6 separate regions of the Mus musculus genome follow, and all the other regions are linked to region 4. The links are chromatin contacts, called in public Hi-C maps. All regions are on one chromosome and are shown on one strand. Each heading gives the region's core, a stretch centred on a gene start, on an enhancer-like site or on the middle of the called end of the contact. The rest is flanking DNA. Distances are from core to core; before and after follow the strand shown.

Region 1 (3,753 bases), core at 922-3,421, 5.4 Mb before region 4:
TAGCCCTTAAGAGTCCAGCCCCAAGCACAGATGCTCTGTACAGTCTGCCTGTACCTTTGAGTGTGGGTAGCCTGGGATGCCTATGGTGGCATAATCACTATTTGGATGAGGTAGCCTCATATGACCAGGGCCTGGGGAAGATATTCCTGTGGTTTGACATAAGCTCAATGTCACAGGTCACAAAGAGGCATTTCTGCTATCCACGAGTAGGAAGTACCGTGCCATGCTGTGAGCATGCACACACAGGCTTCATCTTTTTTTTTTAACTTTAGCAATCACAGTAAAAACGTGTGGAGGAGCTTATACTGCCATATAAGATGTGTGTGTGTGTGTGTGTGTGTGTGTGTGTGTGTGAGAGAGAGAGAGAGAGAGAGAGAGAGAGAGAGAGAGAGCTTACATTTCCCTGCTCTATTTCAAAGACTTATTAGGCCTTTTCATTTCTCCTGCTTCCCTGTACTCTCACCTGCAGACAGAACCTTCCGTTACAACAAACCCCCCAGGAGACACTAGAGTCACAGCCTTAGAGGTAATGGCTATGCTTAGCACCTTGATTTGATCTGCAATCATCAAAATACTACTCTATTCCGTAACCGTGAACAATGACTATATATCAAGAAAAAAAAATAAAAGCAGAATAAAATAGGGCTTTAAAGAAGCCCTAACAGATGACCAAATCCCAAAGGTATGATTAACAATGAGCATAATAAGATCCCAAATTAATAATCATGGTGTGTGAATAGTTTATCTATCATGAAGTAGGCATCCACCTTCATTTATTTTCAGATAGCCTATTTGTGGAATTTCTTTCACAGTGATCTACAGAGCATTTTTGCCACCCATAGATCTCTTCATGTAGAGAGGATTTGTGTCACTTCTACAGTGTCTATTATAATGCCAACATATGCTTGATATGCACTTTAAAAGTAGTGTGTGCATGTGTGGTAGGCAGAAGTCAGTCTTAGGAGCCCCAGGAGCCATTCACTGTTAGGTTCCAGGCTGATACAAGAGGCTTTCAGAAAGGGGAAAGGGGATACCAACTCTATGCCTTTGACCAGGGTCAGACATAGCAAAGTCTGGAACCAGGCCCCCCAGAGTTAAGATTTCAGTCTGTGAGAACGTGACTTTTCCTCCTAAAGAGACTGGAGTAGTCAGTCCCAGGCCAGTGTGTGCTTGGTCTGTGGCACACATGAAGTATTCTGTGTTCCTTTTGTGCAACACTGCTTGGTTAGCTTTCTGATGACTTCGTCCCACTGTATGATAGGTTTTTCTGTTCCATTTTCCCCATACAAACAGTATATAAGATGCTGTACATCTTAATAAATTAGCTTAGCATAAGACATAGTTTTAGGGAAAACCTCCTGACCCCAACTTTCCTGTCTTCTTTATTTCTGATCCGTTCGGTCCCTCCTCTCAGGAGCCTCTCAGTGAAGAATGGCTCACTGGTCCAGATGCATCTACACTCTTTTGTTTTTGAGATGTTTTTCACTCATACTTGGAACTCACTGATTGCTATGCTGGCTGGCAGGGATTGGTATCTTTTCAGTGCTGCATTCCAAGCATGTATCACACCATGTATAGCTTTTTTTTTTTTTTTGTCGGTACTGGGTATCACACTTCATGCTTACATGGCAAGAACTTTAGCCCAGTAGACTGGGGTCTCTCCCTCCCCAGCCGCAGTGATAGTTGCTAGAGCCACTGAAAGAGCCCTTATCAGTTAGGTTGTCACGGATCCTTGCTGAGCACTAAGTGAATATTTCCCACTTGCAAATAAGCATTTGCTGGCCATCCACTAAACGCCAGTCACTTATCTGTCACCAGGATATAAATGTTGTTAGCATAACCACTCTATTAGGGAAGTCATTACTGTTTGTGAGTTGTGACGGTGTATGCCGGGAGGGGGGTGGGAAGGAGAGCGACAGAATGGTTGCTACTGGGTAGGCAGTTAGATGTGAGATGATTATGGAAAAGTGTGTCTGTAGCTTAGCAATGAGAAGGTTACAACTCTACAACAGCATCCTACAAGGGACGGACTCGGCGGCTCCCAACACTGGGTAGCAACGGGACGCCGCGCGCTTGACGTCGTCAGAGCAGCATGGGTTCGGTCTCCGAGCTCGCGCCTGCGCACACTGCTTCTCGCGCTGCTGCTGGGAACTACCGCCTTCCCGCCAGTCGTCACTTCCGGCTGACGCGACGCGTCGGGCGACGTCACGTCCTGCCGCTACCGGTAGGGACCGTGAGTGGCGGCAGGCCGGCTCTCCGGCGCTCCCCTCCCCTCCTCCCTCCCTCCCTGTCCCTCCCTTGGCGGCCGCGAGTCGCGGGGACTCTGGAGCCGGCCTCCTTCGGCGTGAGTGCGGGGGCCTCAAGCAGCCTGAGGCGCCGCGGCAGAGAAGGAGGACGACCGCGACCCTCGGTCCCCGCTCCGCGTCACCGCGCTCGCCGCCGCCATGGCCATGAGGCAGACGCCGCTCACTTGCTCGGGCCACACGCGGCCCGTGGTGGATTTGGCCTTCAGCGGCATCACGCCTTACGGCTACTTTCTGATCAGCGCTTGCAAAGGTGAGCTGAGCCCGCGACGGCCGCGGCTCCCGAGTGCCGACGGGTGGGTGGGTCGTGGCTGCCAGCGACAGCCATCGCGCTGCTGGGACTAGAGGGTCGCCCCTGGCCGGGCTTTATGCGTCCCTCCTCCCCACCGTTGTTAGTGCTCCCCAACACCTCGCCTTTCTACCCACACAACTACATTGTGTTTGCCAAGGATTTACGGGAAGAAGAAATTAGGCCAGGCCGAGAGGAGTGCCCTTTATGTCCTCTCACTCATTGTTTCATCCTTTGTGGTGTGAGCCTCATTTTTTTTTTTCCCCGACGAAAGTGTACGTTAGGTTTATGTGGTCCAAAGTAAAAAGCGGCTATCTAGATCGTTTTGACACCGCATGTCACTGGCATCCAGCCCACGGTTTTTCAGAAGTTTTTATTTATGTGTGCCTGTGTTGTCTCTATGCATGCTTGTACCTGTGTGAAGGGGTGCCCCAAGAGGAAGGCATCAGATTGTCCAGAGCCGGAGTTAGAGGCTGTTGTCAGCCTCCGTGTGGGCGCTGGGAATCGGAATCAGGTCTTGTGGAAGAGCGTTTCCCAGGTCTTTATAGTTGCTTTGTAATCCGAGTTTGCAAAGGTGATGAGGGAGGCCTCTCATTCGGTCCCAAAATTGCTTATGCTTCCCAGGAAGAGTGGCTACAACTCCTTAGTCCCTAGGTCACTGAGACCATATGCACAGACCAGGATGGGGACACCCTCCCCCACGCCCCCACGGCTTAATGGGAGTAGGGGGGAGCAGTCAGAACAACGGTTTTCCAGTAGTTTGCTGCTCAGGATTTGGTATTACGTTGCATGCTTCTAAATCACAGATGTCTGAAAATATTTTCTAGATGGCAAGCCCATGCTCCGCCAGGGAGATACAGGAGACTGGATTGGAACATTTTTGGGTCATAAAGGTGCTGTTTGGGGTGCAACATTGAATAAGGATGCCACCAAAGCTGCGACAGCAGCTGCAGACTTCACAGCGTAAGTGTAACAAAAATGGCTAACTTCATTCTGTTTGAATTTTGTGGTGACATGGCCAGATTCTCCAACTTCACAGTTAGACATGAGGTTCTGACTCCGAGGATGCTATAGACAGTACATGGTGTTTGATCTCACCACGATTCTGTCCTGGCTCTCTGAGCATCCTTGTGACTTGAGATGTTTCAAGGACTGATGTCT
Region 2 (4,114 bases), core at 1,436-3,935, 6.3 Mb before region 4:
TTTTCGGGCTTCCTTTCCTAAGGAGAGAGGAAGAGAGGCCATAACTCACACTTCCATCACCAACATTACTATGAGCTACTACAACTGTTAACAGTGTCGGTGAATGGAACAAACATGGCTTTGACCCACTAGGGAACTTAGTGCTTCCAACCCTCTCAACCCAAAATGCCAAGATGTGTTCTTTACAGAAAAATAACTGAACCACAAGGAAGAAAAGGGATTCTCAAATCACACACTTAAAAACTCATTTGTTAAAAATTCTAACATAAAAAAGACTTAATTTTCTCCTGCTAGCCAGTCAAGTATGAGGAGAAATGTGTTAAGCAGCTTACACTCTCAACATTCTAACCATGAGTCCATTTTAAGAATTCTACATGACCTCACACACCCCACTCTACCAACGCTGAACTTAGGCCACCATGAAAGAGTCTGCCAGTTTTAACCCTTCTACTTCTTCCTTCCGTACTTACGGGCTTGGTCTGTGGGGTTCATAAACTTCCCACTCTTGGTGGAGGATGTTGATCTTCGTCCCATGGTGACAATTTATATGATTTACTTCTTCATTAAAAAAAAAAAAAACTGGAAAGAAAAGATATAAAGAACTCAGTTTTGCTGTATGTGTAAAAAGACTTCCTTTTACGAATTTGCATCAATTTCTGTAAAGAAATATCCCTTTGGTTCTCTACTTGTAAGACCGTGCTCTTTAATTTTGAATGAAGCATCCAAGAAATTATTTCTTTACCTTTCTTTTTTTTTTTTTTTTTTTTTTTTTTCGAGACAGGGTTTCTCTGTATAGCTAGCCCTGGCTGTCCTGGAACTCACTCTGTAGACCAGGCTGGCCTCGAACTCAGAAATCCGCCTGCCTCTGCCTCCCAAGTGCTGGGATTAAAGGCGTGCGCCACCACGCCCGGCTTTCTTTACCTTTCTTGACCACAAAGAAAAGGCTAGTATCTGTACTAGTCAACACAGTGAGAATATCATTAACTACTCAAAAGTTTAACCCTTTCCTATGGATTATATAGTGCTGTTAACTGAATAAAGAAATCAACAAGAACTTTGCACTTATAATGCTATTGTTTGGAATATAGACTGAGCCATATGAGACGATCTCAAAACAAACCAAAACCAATTGAGAAATATTCTAACAATGCAATGCAAACCCTGAGGACATCTTTCCGACCTGTATAAGGGGATATGAAACAGGAGTGGAGATAATGAATCTGGGTTAAAGACAAATACATGCTCTTTACTTTCTCCTTAGACTGCTCATTCCACACGCCAGATGGCAAAATGCAATCCATTCAAACATATTTATCTTGATTTAATACCAAATCAAATGATTTATGACTCTCAAACAAAAGAAATAAAAAATGAAGTATTAGAACTCCTCAAACTTAACATTAAAGTATATTCTTACTAGCACATATGACTCCTGATTTATGTATTTTGAGGGAATTAAAAGTGGTAGTCACGGTAGGGAAATATTTTAAGGCCAGGCTTTCATTATTATCACTTCTTTCTCTTCCATTCCAAATGAATGAAACTTCCAAAAATTAGCCTTGCCCATAGTAAAAAAAGGAACAAATATTTCCTGTTCAAAGTGTGCGACACTTTCCTACAGGCTACATCTCCTGTGGCTCCCCCTTTAAGCATTAAACAAATCTACTTTCTTTCTACATTAGGAAAGGGAAGATCCCGAGGTAAATTTGAGACTCTAATTCCCTTGGCTCCTTAGGTGGGACTCTGTAAGTTGTTTTAGTTAATGCTTTTTTTCATCAAGCGTTCAGCTGGCCGGCTCCCTGCTGCTTCCCAGATATTTCAGAACTGATCGGTGTCGATTATGTCATTACAGATGTTTCTCTATCAGAAAGCAGAAGGGGCAGGAGTTTGGGAAGAAGGGAAGAGAAGGGTACTGACTATAGGGAACTACAAAAAGGCACGGATACAACAAATTCTATTTTTGATCTTTTCTTTAGTGTTTCCCTTCTTAAACCAGCCTCGGGCTCTCGTTTTGACGCCATCCCATCACACACACCTAAAAACCAATCAGCTACGAGTCAAGGAGAATTTTTACAAGACCATAGTGCCTCTGCCTGCAAACGTTGGCAGAGACAAGGTCAAAAGACCATGGGAACCCAGGCAGCACAAACGCAACCCGACCGGTCCGGTCCGGTCCGGGTCCACTCCAGGAGGCCTCACAGCAACTGCCGAAACCATAGCGACGGTTGATAGCGACTCGAGCGGCTAGACGTCAGCCCGCCGCCACCGGTCGCCGCACTCGGGCGGTGGGTCTGACCCGGCGGGAGATCCCGCCCGAGAACCCGTCGGACGCAGTGCCAGGCCGGCCCCGAGCCCTGAAACCCGAGGCTCCCGCCACCCCGGGCCCAGCGGAGGAAGAGCGCGGCCTCTGGGCCTGGTGTTTCAGAGAAGGCTTCGCAGGCCCCGGGGAGGGTCGCGGAAAACGGAGCACCGAGTCCCCACGCACTCACACGACTGCGAGGCTCCCGGGACGGCGAGAGCAGCTAGCGGGCGGTCCCGGAGGACTCTCTGCGAAGGGGCCTTCACCTCTGCCCCTCGGTCAACCACCCGGGAACCGCCATCTTGAAACCTCGCGCCCCTCCGCCAGCTCACGTCACTTCCTGTTCCCGCTGGCCGCGATCTCACCGCGTTGCCAGGCACTGGGCCCATAGAGCGAATACAACAACTTCAGAGCCAGAGGTACTTCCGCTCTCATTCACTATCCGATTGGATAACTATAGGCCAAGAGACCCGCCTCATTCCAGAGTATTGTAGATTGACACTAATATAACCCAATAGAAATAAAAAGTAAGGAAGCTGCTATTTGATTGGCCAATTGTTCTCAGAATTCTGACGCATTTCCGCAACTGCTTCTCTCTGGGGACACACTAGGTAGCGGTATGCGTACGCTTCTGTGTCGGCCATTGGATCTGTGTTAGTTGTCGTGTGTAAATGGATGCTGTTTTTCAGGAATGCTTCCATAGAAAACAAGTTAGGTAATAACACTGGGCACCGAGTCTAAGGTGCTCAGCAAACATCAGCCCTCTAAACCTACAGCATGTGATGAACTGAACAAATAGTTCCTAGGGGAGACTCATAAATCTACACGAAAATGTATATTTTAAAAGAGAAACGGTACATTTGTCGATTTTCCAGAGGAGAAGTTATTACATAACACTTCAAATGAACTTTGCATCAACCCAAACTCCTTTATGATGTCATTGCACACTCTAGATTTATCTGAAGTCTTCCTTTGAGGGTTCTCTAGAGTCACAGAACTTGTGGATAGTCTCTATATAGAAAGGGACTTTGTTATGATGACTTACGGTCTGTAGTCCACCTCCCCAACAATGGTCAGCTGTGAATGGGAAGTCCAAGGATCTAGGAGTTGCTCAGTCCCACCAGGCTAGTAGATTCCAACTGATGGGCTGGCAAGTAAATGCAAGCAGAGGAGGAAGAGAAAAACTTCCATCTTCCAATGTCTTATAGATCTCCAGAAGAAGGTGTGGTTCAGATTAAAGGTGTGTACCGCCACGCCTGGATCTGGGCCTTGTACTCAGAGATCTTACCTTACTCTCCTGGGGATACATAGCCACTATGCCTCAAGATTTCCATGCCAAGATCAAGGTCAGAAACTTGTATTTCCCAGCCTCAAGATCTGGATCACAGGTGAACCTTCCAATTCTGGATTGTGGTTTGTTCTAGATATAGCTGATAACCAGAAATAGCTATTATATTTCCCTTCTACATCCCCATTCCTTAAGACTCCTCCCCATCCTTTCCCCTTAAAGGTAAGCATTTAAAACGAAATCTTCATAAAGTGTGAACTTGGTCTGTCTCGAAAAAAAACCAAAAAGCAAAACAAAACAACAAAAAACCAAAAACAAAAAAACACAAATCAAAAAACCAAAAACACCCTCACACTTGGTTATTTTTCAACTTAGTTTCAGCATCCTTAACAGAAAAGGTCCTAAGGGAATTTTTGACATCAAGTACTTTGAAAGAACTGATTGAGGTGTATATTAATTTTTAGGATGTTGTAGATAGGCACTAATGTTACAATGAATTAATAACCAATAGAACATTTACAATTTAT
Region 3 (4,022 bases), core at 148-2,647, 5.0 Mb after region 4:
CTGTTTAAAAATGAATTATTTAAATGGCAAACCCTGGTGAAAATAAATGCTGTTTTGTAAATCTTTGTTGTTCATGTTCTAGACTACAGTGACTTCCTTTCAGAAGTCCTCTAACTTGCCATGTTTCTTTAATGTGTACCTCCGAAGTGAAATCAGGTGTAATACTCAGCAAAGCAGTCAAGTTTACTATCTGAAAGAAAGCTGCTTCCCAGGACCCTCACTACAAAAGCATGGAATTTCTATTTCTCAGGATCTTCCTCTACAAGCTGGAATAGTAACTTAAGGTTAACTAATAAGAAAGGTAGGCAAAGAGACCTTCCGCAAGGCAGCAGCACACTCGTTTCTTTAGGTACGGACGTACACTGGAGGTTGGAGAAGTGAAATTCGGAATTACAACTTCAAACCAATGAAGAATGCCTAATTTAACTATCTTTAATTGCTTCCGAACGAAAGCCTATCTCGAAACACCGAAACAGCTGTTACTTGCCTATAGCCTAGGGCACCGAATTGCACGCCTAAAGTTAATGACACGTTTGCCCGTAGATCTCCGAGATCTCGTCTACGATACCCACGGCGGTCCCGTATCAGGAGCTGAGCCGTCATCCCCTGGATGGGTCAACAGCTGACAAACGGGACACACACACACCACCTGCCTCGGCGTCTGCGCCCGCCCCGGCCCCTCTCTAGGCCCGGCTTTTAATTTACGGCGAGAGTGACCACGGTGCTGGCAGGGTCGCTGCTGTCCACGACAGCCTGGACGAGACAACGAAGGGCGCGGCCGATCACCGAAGCTCCCTGGCCGCGGGCGCGGACGCCGGCGGCACTCGGCAGGAACGCCCCCGGGCAGCGGAGCGGCTCCGCGGCCAGCTGCTCCGCAGAGCCGCGACGAGTACAGGCCAGTGCCAGGCCTGGGAGCCCCCTCAGCCGCGCCCAGGTCCCCGTCCGCCCGTAACCGCCGAAGGAAACGGCCCCGGCAGGGTTTTAGCGTCTTACCTAGTGGTACGGTCCCAGCCGACCGCCATGTTTCACAGAAGCCCGGGTCGCCCGAGCCCGGCGCACACGAAGATCTCGCGAGAACAAGAGCAACTCTCACGGCTGACCATGTCCGAAGGGAGCGCAAATGGAGAACTCGCGATACTTTCCGCGTTGACGGTATGTGATCTAATCAAGCGGCGCGGTCAACCTGAAAGGGGCGTGGCTACGTGGAAACTAAGTGAAAATAGGAGGCCGGTCCCTTTCCAGGAAGGGGAAGTTACCTTCCGCCTGACCCCGAGACAAACCGACTGGAACGGCGCTCCGCACTACAGACCGGAAGTGATCACCAGCCACCTTAAGGCGCCGGCCACACTGCAGCTCAGGTGGTTGAGAGGCCTCCGGCTTTGCGTCTTCATTTATTCCGGTCTACAACACCTAAACCTCCCTTGTCGGGCGTGGAGAACGGTTTCGATTATTCGGTCAGTGTGCTTAAGGATTCCCTAAAAGTAAGCTACGCAAGAAAGCCCGACAGTGTGTGCTCATGGCCCTTCACAGCACAGGACGGAATAGAGGGGCTTTGGAAAAAAAGTTGGCTCCGAAATGCTGGAGAGGAACCCACTCAAGCTCCCGTCCTACCCATTTGCTACCAAATTTTACAGGCACGCGTTGTGGTTTAAAAACAGTTTTAAGGAAAGCGTACTTATGACGAATGTCTACACAGAAAGCACTGTTTTCTCTAATCTTCACAATACTATTGCCAAGAAATACCACTATTTACTTGGTTAGTAGGTAAGGGTTTGAGTTTTAAGAGGGAGGTAAAGAGTAGTTAAGAGCTGTCAAAGAGAAACAGGCTGGGAGATCTTGACTACAGATTGACTGTGTGTATACTCCTTTACTGAAAAGAGACCCTCATCCTTCAAACCAAGGACAAATGCATGCACTCTGGTGGCAATTTAATCTCCAGACTTTCAAGACTACTCCAATTAATCATAAATTCCTATTTGACTTAAGGTTCGTGGATAATAAACACAGCCTCAAGCCAAGATTACCTAAATTAAATATCCAATCTAACTTGTTAATATCGTGACTTTGAGCATATTGCATTTCTTTGTATCTCTATCCCCTCATCTGTCAAATGGGCATAATAATGTGTTGATACATGTCTAAAATGCAAACTTACCTCACTTGTAATCTATCGGCAGCTCCTCCCTGTCGTCTCCATACCCAGGTCTACAGTGTATAGGCTGTAGCTTGGATAAAGGCAGGACTGTTGTTCATTTAGTTACACCTGATCCTTTGTCTCCAGGGCACGTTTCCTTTAGAGTAATAACGATCCCCCTGAGAGTTGGGTTTCACAACATAGCAAAACTAAATAATTTGACCCTGCTATTTTTAGAAAAACAATTTTAAAAGCTAACAAGCATAAAAGTTAATTTTTCCCGAAGAGTGAAACTTCTTAACCAATGAATCAATCATTTAGCTTCTCTGGTTTTCTTTAATGCTTCTCTTTCTTTGCTTCGTTTTGTTGTTTTGTCTGGTGCTTGGCATCAGATTTGGAGCCTGATACAAGTGAAGCTGTACCACTGAACTACATTGCCAGGAAGACCTGCCTGACTTTATAGGTTAATTTTCATATTATTGGTGGCATAATATATGGGAAACAGTCTGCTTTTTAGAGACTCCATCCCATTATGTTTCATTTATTGAAGAGAGGTTTAGGAGTAGGGTTAAAATGCTCAAACTATATTTTTATGACATCCTTTTAATTCTCCGTAGATTGGGGACAAGCTTTAGCTAGTTAATAACAAAAGAGAAACTAATATTACTCTCTAAGGTTCACATGTACCTCAAGTGGCTTTTGTGTCTTATTCTTTTTTTGTTGTTTGTTTTGTTTTTTCGAGACAGGGTTTCTCTGTGTACCCCTGTCTGTCCTGAAACTCACTCTGTAGACCAGGCTGGCCTCGAACTCAGAAATCCGCCTGCCTCTGCCTCCCAAGTGCTAGGATTAAAGGCGTGTGCCACCACCGCCCGGCATGTCTTATTCCTAACCCAAATCTATTCTTCTTTATATATGAACATCACCACCAGCCTCAAATTTGATTGGATCACAGTCTTCTGTGTTTGTTTCTTCTCCCTAGCTGCCAATCTCAGTGTTGTTTGTCCTGAAACTGTTGCCCAGCTTCTCAGCTGTACATAGAGCCTCTTTATCACAGGCTTCAGCTAGAGGTGACTACTAATTCTCTATTCATATTTTGTATTAACTAGTTTTTATTTGCCCAGACAGACTTTACCTATATCCCAGGCTGATCATGAACTTGGGCAGATCTTCTGCCTCAGCTTCCCAAGGGATTACAGGTGTGTGAAGTAGAAACTTATAGTTTCTTTGGAAAGTTAGTTATGTCAAATGATGTTTTGCTGGGGCACTCAGGTGAAAGGATGTCTTGCTAAAGCAGACATAGATGAAAGGATGTTTTCCTGAAGCAGACACAGGTGAAAGGATATCTTGCTATATAGCAAACATGTGGAAGGACCTGAGATGAAGGAGCATAAATGTGACCCCACAGGTGTGAGCCACCACACTTTGCTCTGAACACGTTTTCAACATTGTCATTTATGGGCTTCTGCCATTTTTTCCATGTACCTACTTGGAGCTTGAAAATCTGAGTTTTCTTATTTATATGAATATGTAGGTCCATGATATTTCAGTAGTTCCCAACTTTATTTTTAATCTTGGGAATTGTTTAGTTCCTTTCAGCTTTTTGAGATTCTCTGATAAGATATTGAAATCTTTCTGTATTTTCCTTAAACTCATCAAATTTCCTTTAAACAATGATCTCAGCAGCTCACTGGGACTTTGCCCATGCAGGTTACTGCCTGGACAGTTTCTGGTCGAGTACTTTGAGTACTAGACAAGCTCAGGGTTCCCTAAATGCTCTTGGTACAAGCTGGTATGACACATGTGCTCCCAGGGGTCAGATACTGAGCCTGTTTGTCCTGAGGGGGATGGTTTTCTCTGAGCTGGTTGTCACTTCCGTGTTTTAGCACTA
Region 4 (4,230 bases), core at 1,643-4,142:
TGGCAGAGTGTCAAGTCTTTACTAGCATGGCTTACAGTTGATTAGCATCATTTATGCCACCACTGCTATTTTAAGCCCTGGAAATGTGGCAGTAGATAAGATAAACTGTACCTTTTCCTCCTAGGGCCAACTTTCTAGTACAAAAGATGAACCCAGAAGAGGTGAACACACTCCCTGATCGTTGACAACTCGCTTGGCCATGCAGATAATAAAACCCACAAAACGGACCAAGTCTGACGGGAGGCAGAGGCAGGATGGTCACATGCTCCTACCAGAATTTGGCGGTTTTAGTCTTCTCAGTTTTAGCCGAATCTCACTGTTATTTAAAGTTACAGTCCTTAATGACTTAGGTTGTTGCACATGTTCTCAATGGATGCTGGCTTTGCTGTGTGTCTTCTTGGTAAATGCTATGCTCCTCTGAATATGCTAACGGTGAGTTTTTCCTGGCATGTTATCACATGGTTTTTTTTTTTTTTTTTTTGGTTTTTCGAGACAGGGTTTCTCTGTATAGCCCTGGCTGTCCTGGAACTCACGTTGTAGACCAGGCTGGCCTCCAACTCAGAAATCCGCCTGCCTCTGCCTCCCGAGTGCTGGGATTAAAGGCGTGCGCCACCACGCCCGGCATCACATGGTTTTAATCTCAGCATTTAGGAGTGCAGAGGCAGGTGGGTTTGTGAGCTCCATATTAGCTTGGTCTACCTAATAAATTCCAGGCCAGTTAGGGCTGCATAGTTAGAATTCTTTTTCAGACTGAGAGGGCCGGAGGGGGGGAGGGACAGAGAGTGGGGGGTGGGTTTGTTTTAATCACAGCACGCAGGAGGCAGAGGTAGGTAGATCTCTGTGAGTTCAAGGCAAGTTTCAGGTCGGCCATGGGATGCCTACAAAGATTCTTATTTTTTTAAAAAGGAAAAAGAACTAGTATGTTTGTTTGTTTGTTTGTTTGTCTGTTTAGAAACAGGCTCTCGTATTTCCTGAGTTCCTTATGATCATCTGTGGTGCCTCCCGAGTGCCAGGGTTACCCTGTGCCTGACCTTTTGCATGCTTTCTTAAAATTTTATTTTTAATTTAAATTGAATTTGGTGTTAGTTGTTTAGTTATATTCCATATAATTCTTAAAAATGTAACGATTTAATAAGGAGATACTACTCAAAACGTAGAAGTATTAGTGTGTTCTGTTATTTTAGTCTCATTAGATAGAATACATAATCTAGTGTGTCCTGTAATACTCCCCTTACCGTGTGTGTGTGTGTGTGTGTGTGTGTGTGTGTGCGTGTATGTGTGTGGGTGCGCTCAGGGTACTGAAAGTAGGGCATTCTATAGTGGTTTTTTTTTTTTTTTTTTTTTTTTTTTTTTGAGTTTTTCAAGACAGGGTTTCTCTGTGTAGCCCTGGCTGTCCTGGAACTCACTTTGTAGACCAGGCTGGCCTCGAACTCAGAAATGCCTGCCTCTGCCTCCCAAGTGCTGGGATTAAAGGCGTTCACCACCACTGCTGGGCTACATAGTGGTTTTTAAAAACACATACTCAAGTCTGGAAAATGGTCAATAAATTTACAATGTTGCAAAAATGCAGGAGTGGATTTCCCACTTTTTAGTGTAGGAAGTTTATCATTATCTCAGACTTATTTGTGACTTACAAAGGTATGTAGCCTCATTCAGAACAATGAGAACATAAATGTGTGCTAATGGGTAATACAACATTTGATCATTCACAAGTTATTCACTTGTACTCAGCCCCGGGGAGGCCAGAAGTCAAGGTGAAAGTCACCTCCATTGTCTCCGTCATAAAAGGAAAGCACAAGGGCGGACCAAAAACTTGTAGATGATCCGGTTGCCAGTATTTCTCTAACAAGCAAAGAGCAGAGCCTTTCTGATACAGGAGGTTTCATGTAGCCGTGCGAGTCCCAGGACGCGCTATGATTTAGCATGACAGATCTAATTTTCTTTCCTTCCAATTCCCTCCGAGTCTCTACCTTATATAACCGGCTTTGAATAATTCTCAGCAACGTCAACTATCTGACCCTTAAAATGAGTGTTTCAGTCGTCTATTATCGGTCGGCTGATGACTAAGTATATCCCGGGCAAACCTGGAACTCACTATGTAGCCCGGCTGGTTTGGAACTCGTGGCAATCCTGCCTTAGGCACCTGAGAACTAGGACAGGTATAGGTCATCACACCACTGTCACCGGTTTACTCTCACTTTACGTAAAGTTTGCCCCAAATACTGTGATTTCTATGTACCGTCAAAGGGAACTGGGTTGCTGAACCAAGCAAGCATGTAGTTCTGTGCACACAGCTTCAGGAACAAGGCGAGCAAATTAATCCAGCTTGGCCGGTTGAGGCCAGGCTAAGCTCACAGCTTAAATTTAGGGTTATTTCAGGACGTGCCTTCTGCGTCCCGTAAGAACGTCAGCCCTAAGTAAGCAGAGCCCACGACCCTAGTGATCTAGAAAGGTGACGCTTCCTTGACTCCTGACAGGGCTGGGTAGCACTCCACAGCTCATCGGTAGAGTTCGAAAGGGCTCGGCAGAGCTCGACAGCGCTCCGGCAGAGCTCGGCAGAATTCGGTAGGGCTCCGGTAGCGCTCGGGCAAGGCTCGTTAGAGCCCCGGTAGGGCTCGGCAAAGCTCGACAGTGCTCCGGCAGGGCTCGGCAGTGTTCGGCAAGGCTCGTAAGCGCTCCGGCTGGGCTCGGCCGCGCTCGGACTCCTTCGGGTGCAGGAGCCCAGCCAACCCCACAGTAGCGGAGTGCCTGGCGGTGCGCGCTCCCCGAGACCCCGATCCCCAAGAGCCCCGAGGCCCGCCCATTGTGCCGCGGGGTTCGCCACCCCGCCAGCCGCCTGACGCAGCCGAGGCTCCGCCCCCGGCGTGACGCTAGCGTCAGGCCAGTCCCGGCATGCTTCGCGGCCGCCCGCGGTCTAGCGCACTGAGGCATCTTCCCGAGAGCGGCCGTGCCTCCGCGTCTCTGCACTGCGCACCCCGTCCGGCCGCCCGGTTGCCCCCGCCGCCCGCCCGTGCGTCCGAGCGGCCGCAGCCCTCCGCCGAGGGCGCCCCGGGACGGAAGGGTCCAGCAGCCTGCCGGCGCCCGCCGCGCTCGTGGTCGCCGTCGCCGTGGTCGTCGTGGTCGTGTCCGCCGTCGCCTGGGCCATGGCCAATTACATCCACGTCCCGCCCGGCTCGCCCGAGGTGCCGAAGCTCGACGTGACGGTGCAGGACCAGGAGGAGCAGCGCTGCCGCGACGGCGCCCTGAGCCTGCTGCGGCACCTGCGGCCGCACTGGGACCCCCGGGAGGTGACCCTGCAGGTGAGGCCGGACGGGCACCGGGTTTCCTTCCCGAAGCCGCCGCGTCAGCGACGTCTGCCCGGCCCCTGAAGAGGCTCCCGGGGATGGCTGCCGCGGCCCTCGTCATGCCTCTCCTCCCAGACCCCGCAGCCCATCCGCCTCCCGCGGTCCTCTCCGCTGCCCTCCCTCCCCTGCGCTTCCCTCCCATCCCTGCCTTATCCAGCCCGAGATCTTCCCACATCCCCATCTCCGAGCCGCGGGAGAACAACTCCTTTCCAAAGCGGAATGACCGGGGACCTGCTGCTGCCCACGCCAGGATGCTAGGGAACGCTATGCCGTGCGTTATAGGAAGGCTTGAATTGGAAGGTTTCTAAATTTGTAAAGTCTTAGAAGAATTAATGCTCAGGGTTGGAGTGAGCAGTGGCCTGGGAATATTTTCGTGAGTCAGTGGCTTTAAAGACAAAAATTCTCAGAAGGATACCCCTACCCCCGAAAAGCTAGGATTAGGAAAAAAAAAAGGCACTTGCAAGTTATGATCCACCATACCCACAATTTATCTGGTGTAATTGGTTATAGTTTTTTCAGTGCACAGCTTGTAGGATTACTAAGGTGAATTTCCTTTTTCCTTGCAAACAAGCCAAATTAGTAAAATTTTAACGGTTTGGGATTGTTTTAGATTTGAGCAGTAATTTGTATTATTCAAGACGTCTGTCATTTTGATGACTCCAATACATTGTTGGGGGTTTATACAGGATTTATTGATTTAAGTTTTTTGCTAAATTTTTTTTTTAGTATAATTAAAACATGAGTAGTGTCTAGGCCCCAGAGCAGTTCCTGACACTTGGGGGCTTTTATGAGTTTTAGTTTCGATTCTTGTTAGAAGTGTTCTGAGCAGCTGAAAGAGACCGACCCATATGTTTTGGGGAAGAAACTTGTTAGACAAAAGACTTTG
Region 5 (4,027 bases), core at 937-3,436, 6.2 Mb before region 4:
CCAGCTCTGTTTTTCGGTGCAGAAAGAGATAAGAGTACGAATCACTATGTTCCCCCCCCCCCCACACACACACACACTGCGTGACGTTCCTCTTTCACAAATACCACTTTAAATAATCTTAAAAGACAGCTGCACTCTGGAAGCCATGACTAGGCAAAAAACTAGACACAGTCACCAAGGTTCTAAATTAATGTGAGACGTCAAAGACAATTTCATGGACACTCGAACTTAGATTATTAGACCCCCGAGGAATCCCCTGTGGAGTTTTAGTCAGCTTGGGTTGAGGAAACCAGAATATTATCAATAAAGGGCAACCTGGTAAGATCTTATTGTATGGATGAAAGTACCAGTGATTTTTCAGGAGCAATCAAGACCCGAGGCCTGCAAAACTCTACCTGGGACTCAACCCACCATCCACCAATGTAGTCCATCTCAGCAGCGAGGCTGCTGTGCAAACAAAGACATTCCACATGTGGGATTAGAGAAATCTTCTTCCACAGACAATGTCTAAGGCTATCAACTCTTTTACTGTACCACTATATGAACTGCTGAACACTTCCTTAATATTCTTCTCCATTCTCTCAGTATGAAAATCGTGAGTTTCTCAATACCAGGCTTGGCACACCAGAGGGCTCTGAGCCAACCCTGGCTGTCTTTTCTCTCTGCTTAGTTTTCACCCCACAGGGCTTCTTCTCCCTTCCTGTTAGCTCAAGTTTGTCACGGATCATATTCCCGTAAATTCCCCTCAGAGTAACTCTGCTGTTCTGAGCTTCCAGTGGAAACCAAACTGTGCGCGGCTGAGCAAAGCCTGTCTCCCTGGGACAGACCCACACTCTCCAAAATGGTGAAGGACCAAATTCCGAGGGCAAGAAGATGCCCATGAGGTTTAGGCCGGCTAGTCATGGTTGTTTCTCACTGGCAGAGTGTGGGCCACGTGGAAGGAGAGTTGATCATGTTCTATCAGAAACCTGAAGGACTCACAAAAGAATAAGCTCATTTTGTCAGTAAACTTGCACTGTGTTTGAAACGGGCAGGGGTACACTCTTAGAAATGCCACAGAGAGAAATGGCACCTGTTGGTGACAAATTCCCAGCCAGCAGGTCACCGCTGATCTCTTCTTGAGTTCTCATGTGGGGAACCCAGTGTGCTAAGCCTGACTTCAGAAGGCTCTTAGTGTCTTTGTGAAGGGGTGGTTTGGGGGCCTTCCTGTAAGAGTCTGACTCCCTCACCGCCTAGTGAAAAACTACTCAGAGCTTCTCAGACCCATGCTACAGTTACCCAAAATGGGGCATTTAGCACTTGCTGACTGGAAAACCTGAGAAAGAGAGGAGAGCATACCAAGTGATGCCTAGAGCCCTTCTAGCAAGGCCAAAGTTCAGACCACGACAGCTGGAAGGCCCACCGACCACGTTTATAGCTGGGCCCACGCAGACTCTCCTAGTGCCTCTCCCACAGTTTTCTCCACATCTTCTGGGTCTGCATCAGTTCCCCTTGATGTGGAGGGCTGCTTTGTTTTTTGGCAGTCACAGTGAATATCTTCCTGCCCAGCCCACTGCAGGAATTTAATTCCCCTGGTTTTTGCTAAGGGCTTAGCATTTGACAGCTCTGCACCATATTTTCTCTCCTTTCAAACAGTCTCTTTAAAGTGTGCTCAAAAACAGGAAACCACACATCTCCACCCCAGCACAAGCCGCCATCCACAGCACAGTCAGTATCAGAGGTAGGGTTTTCCTTTTCCTGAGCGCAGCCAAATTCCAGCTCCTGCCTAGCAAGGAAACCACCCAGTGCTGCCCCCCACTCCGCCCCCATTCCAGGTATCCCCAGAGCCCTTCTCTAGAACATTCTGGTAGCAGGGTACTCTCTCCTACCTCCTTCAGCTTGTCTCCCCTTCTCAGGGCTGACTTCCCCTTTTCTGCTCCAGCAATCTCTTTAGCACTTTCTTATCATGAAGTTCGGTTTAAAGAACCGCCCTTCCTAAGAACAGCAACAGCTCCTCTGGCAAGGGCAGTAGGGTGGTTCTGAGATTTCCTACAGGACTCTGCGCCCACCTGCAGCCTCCCCACCTCAGGCATTCAACTTACATTCCAGGCTCCAGTCGGCCCTGTGTCTCTGGAGGTTACCTCTGTCTCTCAACTCTGACTGAGGACTGGCAGAACAGGAAGGAAGTTGAGAGAGAGAGAGAGAGAGAGAGAGAGAGAGAGAGAGAGAGAGAGAGAGAAGAGGAAAAAATGTTTTAAACCTACTTGACAAGGAAACCCTGGGCTGTCTCGATATCCTGCTCTGCCTATCTTCCGATCAGCCGTCTGAGCAGCATTCTTGACAATTAATGACACATGTGGAGCAAACCAGCCCATGTGACATAGATGCATGAGTGTGCATGCTGGGGGAGGGTCCCTGTAGCTGTGTGTGCTTTCAATGACTGGGTGTGCGTGTCTAAAAGCCATAATCTCGGGGAGAGACATAGGGCCCCTAAACAGAAGTAATAGGCTTTATTGTGTACTACAAACTTCTGCTCCTCTAAGGCTCCTGTCAGCTTTCTTTTATTTATAATTCATTTATTTATAGTAAGACAACTTGCTGGTAGGAAATGAGGAGTAGAAATTATGAATGTTAAATGTATATACTGGGTGCTCAATTTAAATAATTTGTCTTCAGACAGAGGGTTTTTTTTTTGAGCTTTATTTATTGGTCCTCATTTGAAGATGTTGCTGTGTATTATTGCACCACAAGCCTTCAAACGAAATAAACAAAAGTAAAAACAAAAGCAAGAACAAACACTGTTGGTTATATCTAGGAATGTAGATTGTAAATGCAGCTTCATTAATTCCTCATCTAACGCAGAAATCTGTGACAATCACATGGATGCTAAAATTGACTTTGCAGCTATTTGAGGAGTGGCTTGTGAATAAATTTAAATGAGAACAAGCTGCCAACACTGTGTGCAGTCCCGTTGGAGACAGGGCTGCGGTGTCTGCGTTTCGATGCTTTCTCTAACTTGCTCCTAAGCTGCGGTCAACAAGGCATGCTCGTTTATACTAACATTTCAATAATCAGTATTTGTATTAATATGCGTAGTGACTGCTACCTCAACCAAGGCACTTGGGGAAAATGGCACTTTTCCTCTCTTCATCCAAATAGGCTGCATGCTCTTCAGTTATTTTGAACGTCGCTGTGAGTTGTGTCTGGTGCTGAGATGTATTCAAATGCTAAGTACTGGCCACCAAGATCTGGTTGTCCCCCAACATCTTCAGTAGACCAAGTGATGCTATGTAAATCTCATTCCCCAATTGAAAACTATTGGCTAGATAAAAGTGGTTACAGCCAATTACCAGGTAGAATAGAGGCAAGTGGGTTTTCAGTTACCAGGATGAGGGTCGCAGGTAGGGACCATGGGAAAAAAGAGAGAAGGAGAGGAAGAAGAGAGGACGAGGAAGGAGAAAGGAAAGAAAGAAAACAGGAGGTCTCCATTAGACATGATGAACCAGGAGTATGTGGCCGTGAAATGCCCCGCCCACCAGGATAGACTGATGGAGCAGAAATAACCTGGGATGTGTGTGGGGGGCGATGGGGGAAGACTCAAACATCAACTACTTGTGGAATCACAGTTTGGAAAGTAGATAGTCCAGTGTATAGAAAAATAGATTAGATGTGACCCCACCCACCCACCCAATAATTGTGCTAAGCTGATTAAATAAACTCATAGGACTTTGCCTTGATTATTTGGGGGCTGTCTGAGTCATATTAATAGACAATAGAATTTAATAAAATTAATTGAGAGACTACATTATGCCCTTAGAGTAAGGAGAACTGGAGTGATCCTGAGACTGGCAGTCATATGGTCAGACATGGGCTTCTGACCTAGGGAACATATAAGAAGGAAATGAGGGAGCATTGTGGGCTGTGTGCTGGACAATTTTATGTCAACTTAACACAAGCTATAGTCAGCTGAGAGGAAGGAACCTCACTTGAGAAAAATACCTCTACTTGATAAGAAGGGCCCAGCCCATTGTGGGTGGGGCCACCCCTG
Region 6 (4,035 bases), core at 938-3,437, 5.8 Mb after region 4:
GCTAGAAACAAGTTTTACGTCCACCTCTCACTAAAAAAGTTGCCGGATCCTTCTTTAGAAAGCATTAAGAGAAGACCAAGAGCCTACTTGAAACGAACTCCTAACATGGAGGGGGAGGGGGGACACGGTGCACGTCTGGCTCGTAGTCATTCTTCACCTGCAATAAGGAAAGGTGAGAAGAAAAATAACAAGAGGCGGACTGGGGTGCTGGTTACCAGAACTGCTCCGTCTTAAAAGCCGCCCAACCCAACCTGCCCTGCGCCTCGCCGGTCGCCCCACGTGTAAACACACAAAGGCTGCACGCACCCCCAGTTCCTCAGTCTCCACTTCCAAGAGGGGCAAGAGCCGGCGCCCCGAAACTTCCCCGCGTGTAGTCGGAGGTCCTGGGTAGGGCGCGGAGCTCCACTCCTGGAGGGAGCCCAGCGCTCCGGGGTCCCCGGGCACCACGCGCCATCCGCCGCCCTCACCTGCGCTGGAACAACGGCCCGCGCCCCGCCGGCGCCGCCCGAAGGCCGCGCCTCTGCTCCCGGGCCGCTCCGCACGCTCGGCCTGACGTAATTCAAACATGGCAACAGTTCCACTTCAAAGGCGGATGCACGGACCTCCCAGACGCGGCCTCCCGTGCCTCGGAGCCCCGGCCACGCGTGCGTCCCGCCGAGCAGCGCTCCGTCGCTCCGCATGGGTGACCCGCAGGCCGAGGCGCCCCCACGGACACAGCCTCGCTGAGCCGCCGCTGAAGTTTCCGAGAGGACCTAAGGGACAAAAGCCGCCCCGCGCCCCGCCCGGCCCGCGCCGCTCGGGCACACGCGGCCCTTTGTTGTCCGGCGGCATCGGCGACGTCGGGGCGACCCGGACCCGCGCCCGGGGACCCACGCGAGCTCGGGTATCCTGAGCCACTGGTCCCTGGGGCCAAACTTTTGCGGAGTCCCGGATGAGAAACGCCCAGAGGTCCCCGCCGCCGTGCATATGCTGCGAGTTGGCGACTTTCGCTGTGCTTTGGAAACTGGCAAGACGCCATCACCAGGAAATCACATTGTCCTGCTCCCGACAGCCCCGACGGCGACCGCAGCCCGCGGCTCACTCCGAGCTGGACACTGAGATGTAGCACGGTCGCGGCCCTAAGCACGTGGCTTGTCAGGTGAAGCACACACAACAAAAAGGGAAAAAAAAAAAAAAAAAAAGAGTTGGGTGCCTCAAGCAGCGGACCGCGCCGCCGCCTTCATCCGCACTGTTTGGTGCCGCGGGCCACGGCCACCCCTCCCGTGTCGCCCGCACCCACGCTACAGGTGACCAGACGGACAGCGAACTTTGGGCTGCAGAGACCACTCGGCACCGGCCGAGTGCAAAGACCGCGTGCTGCGCGCTCATTGTCGCAGCCGCGTCCCTGCGGACTTCTCCAACAACGCCACGCCGCGTGCGTCGCGCCATCCCGGCGCTGGCCCTCACCAGCTGCCTTCAGCCTGTGTGGCCGCCGGCTCCAGGAACTGGCAAGTTAGTTTCCGAGCTCCGGCTTTGTTGTTCACCCGCGTGCAAACACCGTCGCGAGCGCCGGGGTAGCGCAACACGCGGGTGCACGCGGAGCCCAAGCCCCTGGCCAGAGCAGAGCCCACACGGGATCTGCGACCCCGACCCTGCTCTCCGGGTCTGCAGGAAACACTACGACCTAGAAAAGTCATTGTCACTTTCAGCGTGGATGCAAGTCCGCCGCAGCTCGTTCGTTTCCACGCTGCACTCACTTTCCCCACACCCTGACTTTCGGTTTACCTCAAATATCCTCCTCAATTAAGAAGCGCATCTCCAACGCCTCTGTACAAAAGAATCTGGAGTCCGGAGAGCACGAGGGCAGCGCTCCCCGCAATGCCATCTCCAAGACAAAACTTCCTGTGTGTTTGTGTATGGGAAGGACGGAGGAGGCGGGGGAGGTAAAGGGAGGAAAGAAAAAAAAAAAATCACAGAAAACAAAACCTCGGAGACAGTTTTGCACCGATGTCCGGACTAGAATCACTCACCTTCCACGCGCAGCAGCGTCCCCACGGTGCAAACTGCACCAGGCCAACCTCCTGCAAGCACTCCCTCCGCCAGCGCCGAGTCCAGAAAGATTGTCTCCAGCAGTTCTTCAGTTGCTACCGCGAACGGAGGTATAGATTCCGCTTTCCCTCTGCGCAGGCGCGGCTCCCGGGACCAAATTCTCTTGAATCGAGCTGATTTGCATACGGGCGCGTGCGCGCCGCGGGCTGGGCGGGGAGAGGGCAGGGCGTCCGCGCGCGTTCCCGCGGCCTCTATTGTCCTTTTAAGGGGAGAAGCGGCGAGGCGCGGGAAACGCGGCGGCCCGCGGGGACGGGGGCGGGTCCTGCCTACTCCGCAACGTCACGTAAACAAACGCCCTCCCCAGCCCCCGGGGGAAAAGGAGGCGACGCGGGGGCGTGGCAGGACGCGAAAGGTGTAAAGGTGAGCGTTGTCCTCACCGAATGGCACCCCTTAGGAAGCTACTGAGCTTGGAAAGTTCTGGAAGCTGCTTTTGCAGCATTCGCGCACCTATGCCCAGTTTCTGGCTTGAGGTGGCAGAGAAAGTTGTCGTGGAACCACTCAGTTTGTACTTGTTCCTGCCTTTCCTAAACTCTGTTTGAAGGTGAGCTTTACATTTTGTCTTTCAGGGCCTGCCTGGCTTGTGAGACTGCTCAACTGGTACTTTCAAGTCTGATCACCTGAAGGCAATAACCAACTTCTGCAAATTCGCCCCGCGCACCACATGCACACACAAATTAAAATTTCAATTCTCCAACAGAGTTTTCGTTCTTTGGGGCTTTGATGATAAATTGTTTAATAAAGTCGCATTTTGAAATGGTCCATTCAGTAATTCCGTCTTGTCCCTCTCAAACATGACCCAACCCATAACTGAGTGGTTTTGCTTTGCTCACTTGAACTGAAGTTTTCAAGCCTCTGCGAATTTCATGGTGGTAATTACCGTGGGAATGGTGCCACTTTCTGAAAACACACAAATCCTCCAGCCGTGAAGAGCTCCTCTGCCCAGAAAAACCACTTGTGAGGGGAGAAAGTGGAAGCAAAATACACACTATTCCTTGTGGAATATACGATAATCGAACATCAAAATGTTTCTAAAGAAAACCTAAAAGGGAGGTGATTGTAGAAGAAAGGGAGTAATCTAGAGAAAACAAAGAATAGGGAGGTTCCAGACAATGAGGAGGGAGGAAAAAGGAGGAAGACGCTTAAGTAACTTTTCAGATGAAAAAGTAAGAAATGAAAATATAATTGTGATACTCCTTAAGCCCAGCGACCCATAACACCTGGTTCAGTGATCCTGGGAGGATAGGTAGGAAAGAGAATGTTTTTTCACCAAAACTTGATACTGGTCCTTTGCTGCAAAGTATGGAAACCAACTATAAAAACAAACAAAAAAAAAAAAGACAAGATTCACTGCTTTTGCTGTATGCAGATTCAAACAAATATTTCTGAAATGCTACTTTAATTCAATAGCCAATTCCTAAAACACAGTTTAAACCTACTTGTGAAGACCTCAACGTTTTTTTTTTTTAAAGTTCTGTAACACTCTTCCTGTAAAGGAGTAAAATAAATAAACCTGACAACTGTCACTAAAATACAACTCTTAAAGGCAAAGATTTTTCCCTTATGTTTGTATTCAGGCACCTAAAACAATGCTCACCACATGATGGATTCTTAGTAACTGCTTATAAAATATACTTGAATTTTTAAATTTTCCTATTGGTTTATTGCAAGTTAAAATACCTTACAGTTTTTGCATTTGACCTAAAAGGAGTTTGGGGGCTTATAGTGAACTTTAATTGACATCTTTGTCCTTAGGTAATAAAATTTTACAGCTTTAAGAATTTTTTTTCCGGGCTGGTGAGATGGCTCAGTGGGTAAGAGCACCCGACTGCTCTTCCGAAGGTCCGAAGTTCAAATCCCAGCAACCACATGGTGGCTCACAACCATCCCTAATGAGATCTGACTCCCTCTTCTGGAGGGTCTGAAGACAGCTACTGTGTACTTACATAT

What was found. Hi-C and Micro-C count contacts between places; a contact is called where the count stands out from the background.
Region 1: a contact with region 4 is called in a Hi-C map of CD8 T cells, with 6 times the contacts expected there. The contact joins the promoter of Strap here to the promoter of Etnk1 in region 4. A contact is called at or near these places in 1 of 39 promoter capture datasets (pre-B cells) and 1 of 484 Hi-C or Micro-C datasets (CD8 T cells).
Region 2: a Hi-C map of B cells shows a contact between it and region 4, with 6 read pairs. The contact joins the promoter of Wbp11 here to the promoter of Etnk1 in region 4.
Region 3: a Hi-C map of B cells shows a contact between it and region 4, with 6 read pairs. The contact joins the promoter of Ergic2 here to the promoter of Etnk1 in region 4. A contact is called at or near these places in 1 of 39 promoter capture datasets (pre-B cells) and 1 of 484 Hi-C or Micro-C datasets (B cells).
Region 5: a contact with region 4 is called in a Hi-C map of the G1E-ER4 cell line, with 6 times the contacts expected there. The contact joins the promoter of Arhgdib here to the promoter of Etnk1 in region 4. A contact is called at or near these places in 1 of 39 promoter capture datasets (pre-B cells) and 2 of 484 Hi-C or Micro-C datasets (CD8 T cells and the G1E-ER4 cell line).
Region 6: a Hi-C map of B cells shows a contact between it and region 4, with 6 read pairs. The contact joins the promoter of Sinhcaf here to the promoter of Etnk1 in region 4. A contact is called at or near these places in 1 of 39 promoter capture datasets (pre-B cells) and 1 of 484 Hi-C or Micro-C datasets (B cells).

Annotation. Positions count from the first base shown.
Region 1 is chr6:137,732,911-137,736,663 of GRCm38.p6, forward strand. Strap (serine/threonine kinase receptor associated protein) reads left to right here and starts at 2,172. Exons shown (of 10, transcript NM_011499.3): 1 at 2,172-2,556; 2 at 3,420-3,555. The coding sequence starts at 2,445.
Region 2 is chr6:136,825,531-136,829,644 of GRCm38.p6, forward strand. It overlaps Wbp11 (WW domain binding protein 11), which reads right to left and starts at 2,686. Exons shown (of 12, transcript NM_021714.4): 1 at 2,490-2,686; 2 at 471-579; 3 at 1-17. The coding sequence starts at 534. It overlaps BC049715 (cDNA sequence BC049715), which reads left to right and starts at 3,313. Exons shown (of 3, transcript NM_178776.3): 1 at 3,313-3,539.
Region 3 is chr6:148,210,977-148,214,998 of GRCm38.p6, forward strand. Ergic2 (ERGIC and golgi 2) reads right to left here and starts at 1,398. Exons shown (of 14, transcript NM_026168.4): 1 at 994-1,398. It overlaps 4732416N19Rik (RIKEN cDNA 4732416N19 gene), which reads left to right and starts at 1,312. Exons shown (of 2, transcript NR_015615.1): 1 at 1,312-1,454.
Region 4 is chr6:143,164,338-143,168,567 of GRCm38.p6, forward strand. It overlaps Etnk1 (ethanolamine kinase 1), which reads left to right and starts at 2,893. Exons shown (of 8, transcript NM_029250.2): 1 at 2,893-3,299. The coding sequence starts at 3,144.
Region 5 is chr6:136,939,570-136,943,596 of GRCm38.p6, forward strand. Arhgdib (Rho, GDP dissociation inhibitor (GDI) beta) reads right to left here and starts at 2,187. Exons shown (of 6, transcript NM_007486.5): 1 at 2,082-2,187.
Region 6 is chr6:148,944,283-148,948,317 of GRCm38.p6, forward strand. Sinhcaf (SIN3-HDAC complex associated factor) reads right to left here and starts at 2,188. Exons shown (of 6, transcript NM_019643.4): 1 at 2,010-2,188. It overlaps 3010003L21Rik (RIKEN cDNA 3010003L21 gene), which reads left to right and starts at 575. Exons shown (of 2, transcript NR_144294.1): 1 at 575-2,138; 2 at 2,655-2,847. RefSeq lists an enhancer at 2,351-2,385 and a cis regulatory region at 2,366-2,372.